Regions from separate parts of the Mus musculus genome. Here region 2 is linked to region 1. Evidence: chromatin contacts called from public HiChIP or PLAC-seq data. All regions are on one chromosome and are shown on one strand. The core of a region is the stretch at or near the end of the contact, and the rest is flanking DNA. Distances in the headings are between cores, read along the strand shown.

Region 1 (3,076 bases), core at 287-2,786:
TTGATGCCCCATGAAAGGGACATGCCTGGGGTGGGGGTGGAGGTGGGGGGAGAAAGCACCCTCTCAGGGGCAAAGGGGAGGGAGGATGGAGTAAAGAATTCTGGGAGGGGAGACTGGGAGGGGGCAACATTTGGAATGTAAATAAATAAAATAATTGAAAAATATATAATAAAAACAAATTAAGATGAACAAAAGGATATAGACTCCAGAAGAGGCACTCAGCTCTTTAATACTGCTGGTAGGAAATCCAGATAATGGGCAGTGAGAGGCAAAGGTACTTGCTGCACAAGCCTGATGACCTGGGTTCAATCCTTGGAACCCAAGCAAAGGTGGGAAAGGATGCTTGACTACACAAAGATGTCCTCTGACCTCCATTAAATGCACCATGCACATAGTAATCTCTCTCTCACACACACAGAGAAAGAGAGAGAGAGAGAGAGAGGGAGAGGAAGAGGGAGAGGGAGAGGGAGAGGGAGAGGGATTGGGAGAGGGAGAGGGAGAGGGTTTGGGAGAGGGAGAGGGAGAGGGAGAGGGAGAGGGAGAGGGAGAGGGAGAGGGAGAGGGAGAGGGAGAAGGAGAGGGAGAGAAGCCATGGCTAAGTCTGAGTTGGTGGAGCTAGAGAAGTCAGTGGCTGACCTGTAGGCAATCAGATGTGTACTATGAAGGAAGCCTGCCCAAGGAGCTCCTGGGAACGTCGGGGAAGCCCTCTGTGCAGAAATCTTCTCTTCACTTCTCCTTCTCTACAATTCAGTTATCTCCTGGGATCTACAGAGGATTTGTTCCAGGGCATGCATCCCCTCAAGGGTGGCAAAAAAAAAAAAAAAAAAGGATGTTCAAGTCCATTATATAGAGTGCTCTAATATTTCCATAATCTGCACACGTGCTGTGTACTTTTAAATCACCCCCAGACAATGAATGATAGCAATGAAATACAAATTATCTGTAAAGCTTTGTGCTACTATGTTGCTTAGAGAATCATCGTAAGAGAGTCAGCATGTGCTTATTAGAACCCGTAAGATATTGTTTCAAATGCTTTTGGACTGGAATTCACTGAGCTCACAAATGTGGACTCTAGAGCTAAGGGACCCACAGTTAGGTAGGTCCTTCACCTAAGCTCAGAATTGGTGTATAATTACAGTGGACAAAAGTCTCCCTCCTTACATCTCCTAGTGTTGTACCTTCTGTGAGATCCTAGACTCCCATTAGATCGCCACAGAGTCTAAATCATCTGCCAGGACTCTAAGGCAACCAGTGGTGATGCCAACAAAGGACTGAATCCAGTGTCCATCCAGTCTGCTATGGGACCATCCTCTGGCACAATGCTAGTGAGCCTGGACTATGGGGGTCTTGTCGGCCAATGGCAGGGAGTGACCAATAGCCTCCTGTTGCTTATTTAGTGTAGGTCTCAATACAAAATGCTGCTCCTGAGTCTCCACTAAAACTTCCTGTTTCTTCAGGCTTTCTTATTCGGTCAGAACTGCCCGCAGAAATGTCAACTCATGTCAGTCAGGCCGCTTGAAAGTCCCACAATTTCCTCAGCTTTCTGGGTATGATCCAGGGAAGAGTGGCAGCTTCTGCCACTTCAATATGACACGCGGAGTTACACTGTGGGAAATCTTGACCGTCCAGAAGGTTCTCCACCAAACTTAGTGGCCCTCCCGAGTCACAGCAGGCAGAGGCCTGCTGTCTGATCGTTGAAATGACAGCGGCTTGGGAATGGTACAGTCATACTCCGTTACTCTTGCTCCTCTCCTTGCTCCCTTAGGACCTGTATCCAAAAGGAGTCGCCTGCAGTTTACACTGAGCATCCCTCACCCCCAACTCCAACCCGGTGAGGAAAAACCCAGACACTGGGAGATGTAATCGGGTCTACCACCAATTCTATGGCAGTATATTCTAAGTAAAATGCAACATGGCTGGCCCTTCATAGCCTGGGTTCTACACCCATGTCTCAATCAACTGCAGATGGAAATTTTTATGGGGGAGGGGCGAGGAAAGCTTTCGTCCTGAGCATGGACAGACTCTTGTTCTTGTCCTTATTCTCCAAATAGCGCTGCATAAGAACAGTCCCCATCGCGCTCCCAGAGTATTCTACATTATAAATACTCTAGACATGATTTAAAGTATACTGCAGTACTTTCATAGATCGTATCCAAATACTTCTCCATTCTATCTGAGGGATTTGAACATTGGTCAGTCACTGACGGGTATTGAGGATATAGTGAGTGGAACACATTCACATTCTTTTCCAGAGGATTAGCTACAAGAGCCAGACACTAATGTGGGTTTTGGAATACATTGGCTTAGTGTAATTATAAATGTACATAAGCTGGTGATTCATGAGCTTTCAAATTATACATCTGCATTTAATTTCATGTCGAAGTGTTTCTAAATCCTCAGAAAATGATGTTTCCAAATGTTTCTGGCTCACTAAACCTTCTATTCTTTAAAAAGTCTTCATCAAAGGCAACTGAACTCATCCAACACCTTCACATAGAATCTGATGAGTGGAAGACGCTTGCTGGTAATGTAAATAGATTGGGCCAAAGACATTCAGGGAGAAACTTCTCGAATTTGAAACACAATAACCCGCCAAATGGATTGTTGCTGTTTTGGGTTTCTACTTAAACGGGTTGGAAGAAAAAAGCAGGAAGTGATTGTGAATGAGCAGATTAGTCAGTCCATCCTGTTATCAGTCCCTCCCCCAACCCCCACTTCATTCCTGCCACCACTCCCACCCCTGACTGTTACACTTTGCCTCCTGCCAGGGTAGGGTACTTTTTGCCCTTCGTTGGCTAAAATGATCCTGATGCAGTCAGAAATTCAACCAAGCATGTTGCCACTGGGTGGCACAATTGGAAGTCTGTAGAGATCGGACCTCTAAAGTAGCCCCTTTTAGACCGGGATCTATAAACACTGCCTCCGCCGCTGCCCATCCCGATCGCTTTCTCTTCAGGACTGTTTACAAAACGGAGGAAGTCTGTGGCTTTTCAAAGAGTGTGGATTTCACTCTGGAAGTCTTTCTGTTGTGATTATACAAAATTAACTCGAGCCCCCCTCCCCCACCTCCCTTTTA
Region 2 (3,441 bases), core at 482-2,981, 430 kb after region 1:
GTGAGTGGGTGAATGGATGAGTGGGTGGGTAGATAGATGGATGGGTGGGTGGATGGATGATGATGATCTCTGACTTACAGTTGTTTGTGGTGCTGGGAACATAGACTCTTCCAGCCTTCTGCTTCACTTTCAGCTCAGGACCCAATAAATCAAATGAGATACTTTACCATAACATAACTGTTAGAATAAGTAATTTTGTTCAAATATAGACTAATATAAATGTTTTAATAATTTTTATGTAAACTCAGCTAAGGTATGACTTGCAATAGTATATGAAATACAGCTATGACTTACAAAATATACTCACAAAGTTGTCATGAGTTTATCCAGATACAGCCCTGTCGTAAGTAGAGGGCTGTCCAACTATCTATCCACCTCCTGTATACCTACCTGACTTAAGGAATTGGCTAATGGCTTATATTATGAAAGTCAAGAGGCTCCAGAATCTGCTGTCCACCAGCTGGAGACCCAGGCGAGCAGGTAGTCTAACTCCTGGTAGAAATCTGAAGGCTTGAGAAAGAGAAGCATCCATGGGATTTGTCCCTTCCCAAGATCTTGAGAAAGAGAAGCATCCATGGGAGTTGTCCCTTCCCAAGATCAAGAGAAGACAAGTAATCATACAGAGACAGCACCCCCTTCCTTTGCTTGAGAACTTTGGTTTCCTTCAGACCCTCTGTTGCTTGATGAACACTCAAATGGAGAAGGCACATTGCTTTACTCAGAGGAGACTTGTCCAGCTGCCCTAGGAATAGTGTTTAGCCAGTTCTCTAGGCAGTCTCTAGCCCACCATATTGATGCTCACAACTTTCACAGGCACTGGGTGACCATCCACAGCTCAGCATAGGACCTTAATGAATGTCATCCCGGCTGCTTAGCAGGCGGGGCCGGTAGCATCTAATACATGATAGTTACAATGCTTCCATTCTCGGGTTTGAAGGATCTTTACTGTTTTCAAAATGCCAGGTTTCCAGCCAGTCCCAATGGACACTGCATTAAAAAGTTAGAGCTATTCATCTGGGAGCCTGTCTTCCAAGACTCCTCAAAATGTCATTCTGCACGATAATAAATGGCAGATACAAATAAATAACATGAAGTTAAACCTTTGTTTTATACCTGTGACTGTACATGAGAAGACATTGTCCCCTCTCCTGCTCTTTAGGACATTGCTTTCCTTCCCTGTTAGGCTTAATGTTAGGGACAACCAAGAAGAAGGGGGCTGTTGCTATTGTTCAAGGAAGTTGGAGTTCTAGAGCACCCAGTGAGAAATTCTTCACCCATTTCCCTTGACTTTTAGACAGATATATTCTTAACTGATGGATTCTTTCTCTGAAATACGCACTTGTTGATCTCTTCCAACGTCAGCTTCCTTAACTATGGGAACCACAGGAACTGATGTAAGTTTAGTGTTATAAAGCTCTTTGAGATTCTTGGTCAGTTGTTTATATTTTATACATAAAGCAGTGGAAGTTCAGAGGCGTTTAGGACTTAGCCCAAGGCCCCCAGGTGAATGAGTGGCTGGCTGAAGCAGTAGTGGCCCTGCGGGTTGTTCATACTCAAACCTACGCCACCAACAACTTAGTTCATTTTACCATTTTACTTCAGATCGACACATCCAGAGAAGGCAGCACTGGAACTTTTCTGTTCTGGGTCACAGCTTAGGGCTCTGAGGAGAGACTTGGCTCTCATCACAGGCCAGTGTAGGGGCTTCTCAGGGAGTCATTGCTTCCTGTGGGTAACATCATGTGGTATGTGCTCAAGTGAACTGCCAGTCGCTTTCAGTTTCTATTTCTAGGGCAGATTTACTCTCTGTAGCTGAAACTGACGTTTACGCTGCCTGCAACCCTACCACAAATTAAAATCAGACCCTGAATCTGTCTGGGGAAGATGTTTATTAAGCTGTAGGAAGACATCTAAAATGAGTCCAAATTACATTTTAAATGTGAAACCCCAAATTCCACATTAATTTAAGGGCAGGAATAAGACTGTCTGGAGAGTAATTTGGGTACAGTACAAGTCACCCCTCTTTGGCACAACACAAGGCCACCAGGGGAGAGAGAAAGGTGCCTCTACATGACTTTTTCTAAAGTATTTCCACCTAAAAGATTTTTTGTTTGTTGGTCTGTTTTTCTCAATGAACTTAAAAGAAAAACAAGCTTTTTTAAAAGACTTGATGTCCTTAATAGATGTAGACATTTAAATTTTTAAATTTTATTTATCCACAACTATTCTATACTTTGTTGGCTTTACTGGTTTTTGAGGCAGAATTGCACTGTGGAACCCAAGCTGGCCTCAATTGTGACCCTCTTGTCTTGGCCTCCCAGGTGCTGGGATGAGAGGTGTGTTCCACTGTGCATCACCCCTTCAAATGTATTCACAAATACGGTGACAAGAGGCTTGGGAGAAACAGCAAAGAAAAACAGGTCAAAAGTATTCAACCCTGGGGCTGATAAGACTGCTCAGTGGGTAAACGAAATGGCCACACAAGCCCTATCATCCGTGTTCGCTCTCCAGACCCCATAGTGGAAGAAAAGACTGATTCAAACAGTCACACTCGTTCATACATGTACATACATACAAGCATGCTAATGATAACTAAGAATAAAGTGAAGCCTAGCTTTCAATGTTTGACCCAGCTAATACAGTCCAATTTATCCAAAATTCAAGTCTTTTTAGGTTTCATTGTTGTTGTTTTGGAGGTTATTTTATTTTGTTTTGTTTGTCTCTCTCTCTCTCTCTCTTTTTTTGCCTTTTAGTATGTAATCTGCTTGCTGTGTTTGTATGTGTGGTGAGTGTGTTCATGCACAGAACATGGCCACTGTCTCTATCTTGCTACTTAATAACAGAAGCAGCCCTGACCCTAGGGAAGCAGCAGCCATGGCCACTTGCCTGTGTGTCCAGTCCATCCCAGGCTGAGAAGGCCTCTGAGATCCTTCCATACAAAGTGCGAAGTATATACCAAGTATCATAATTACAAACTTTATTGCTGAGATTTGATTGTTTCAGATTAGTATCAGTTCAGCTCCTGCAAAGCCAGTAGACTTTGAAGGTAGCTCTGGGAGGTTGTACAAAAGAATGACTTCCTAGAACCCCTGCCCTGCTCCAATGTCCCTTGCTTAAGACAAGGGCTAATCTGACCTGACCACACCTTCCCTAAAAGTCAGAATGCTACTTCATGTTACCATGGTCTTTAAAAAAAAAAGACAAGAAAAATCAAAAATAAAATCATGACAAGTTGTTGGAAGCACGGCTCAGGGTTAGAACAACTGCCTCACATGTGTGAGGACTTGGAGAAAGAATTTTAAAATAAAAATTATCCTTGTCACATATAAATCATAGGGGTACCACTTCGAGGAATTGAGAGACAGGATAGAATATAGTAATCTCATTAAGTCATTCAAACTATAGCTCCTACTGAGCGCCAAACTCAGTCTAGATAACTGA

What was found. HiChIP or PLAC-seq counts read pairs in DNA pulled down with a chosen protein or histone mark.
Region 2: an H3K27ac HiChIP or PLAC-seq map of bone marrow-derived dendritic cells shows a contact between it and region 1, with 3 times the contacts expected there. The contact joins two enhancer-like sites. A contact is called at or near these places in 1 of 484 Hi-C or Micro-C datasets (cortical neurons) and 2 of 115 datasets of contacts at active chromatin or transcription factors (bone marrow-derived dendritic cells and bone marrow-derived macrophages).

The regions. Positions count from the first base shown.
Region 1 is chr6:53,161,840-53,164,915 of GRCm38.p6, forward strand. No RefSeq gene overlaps it. Among named protein-coding and RNA genes, the nearest start is that of Gm4872, 58 kb to the right of the region's middle. Within about 2 kb of position 1,537, at least 16 of the 459 cell types and tissues checked have an H3K27ac peak or open chromatin away from gene starts, as enhancers often do. A contact at or near this core is called in bone marrow-derived dendritic cells, where this site is marked.
Region 2 is chr6:53,588,225-53,591,665 of GRCm38.p6, forward strand. The region is part of intron 5 of Creb5 (cAMP responsive element binding protein 5); the gene reads left to right. The region is part of intron 3 of Gm33392 (a long non-coding RNA gene); the gene reads right to left. Among named protein-coding and RNA genes, the nearest start is that of Gm33392, 2.9 kb to the right of the region's middle. Within about 2 kb of position 1,732, at least 135 of the 459 cell types and tissues checked have an H3K27ac peak or open chromatin away from gene starts, as enhancers often do. A contact at or near this core is called in bone marrow-derived dendritic cells, where this site is marked.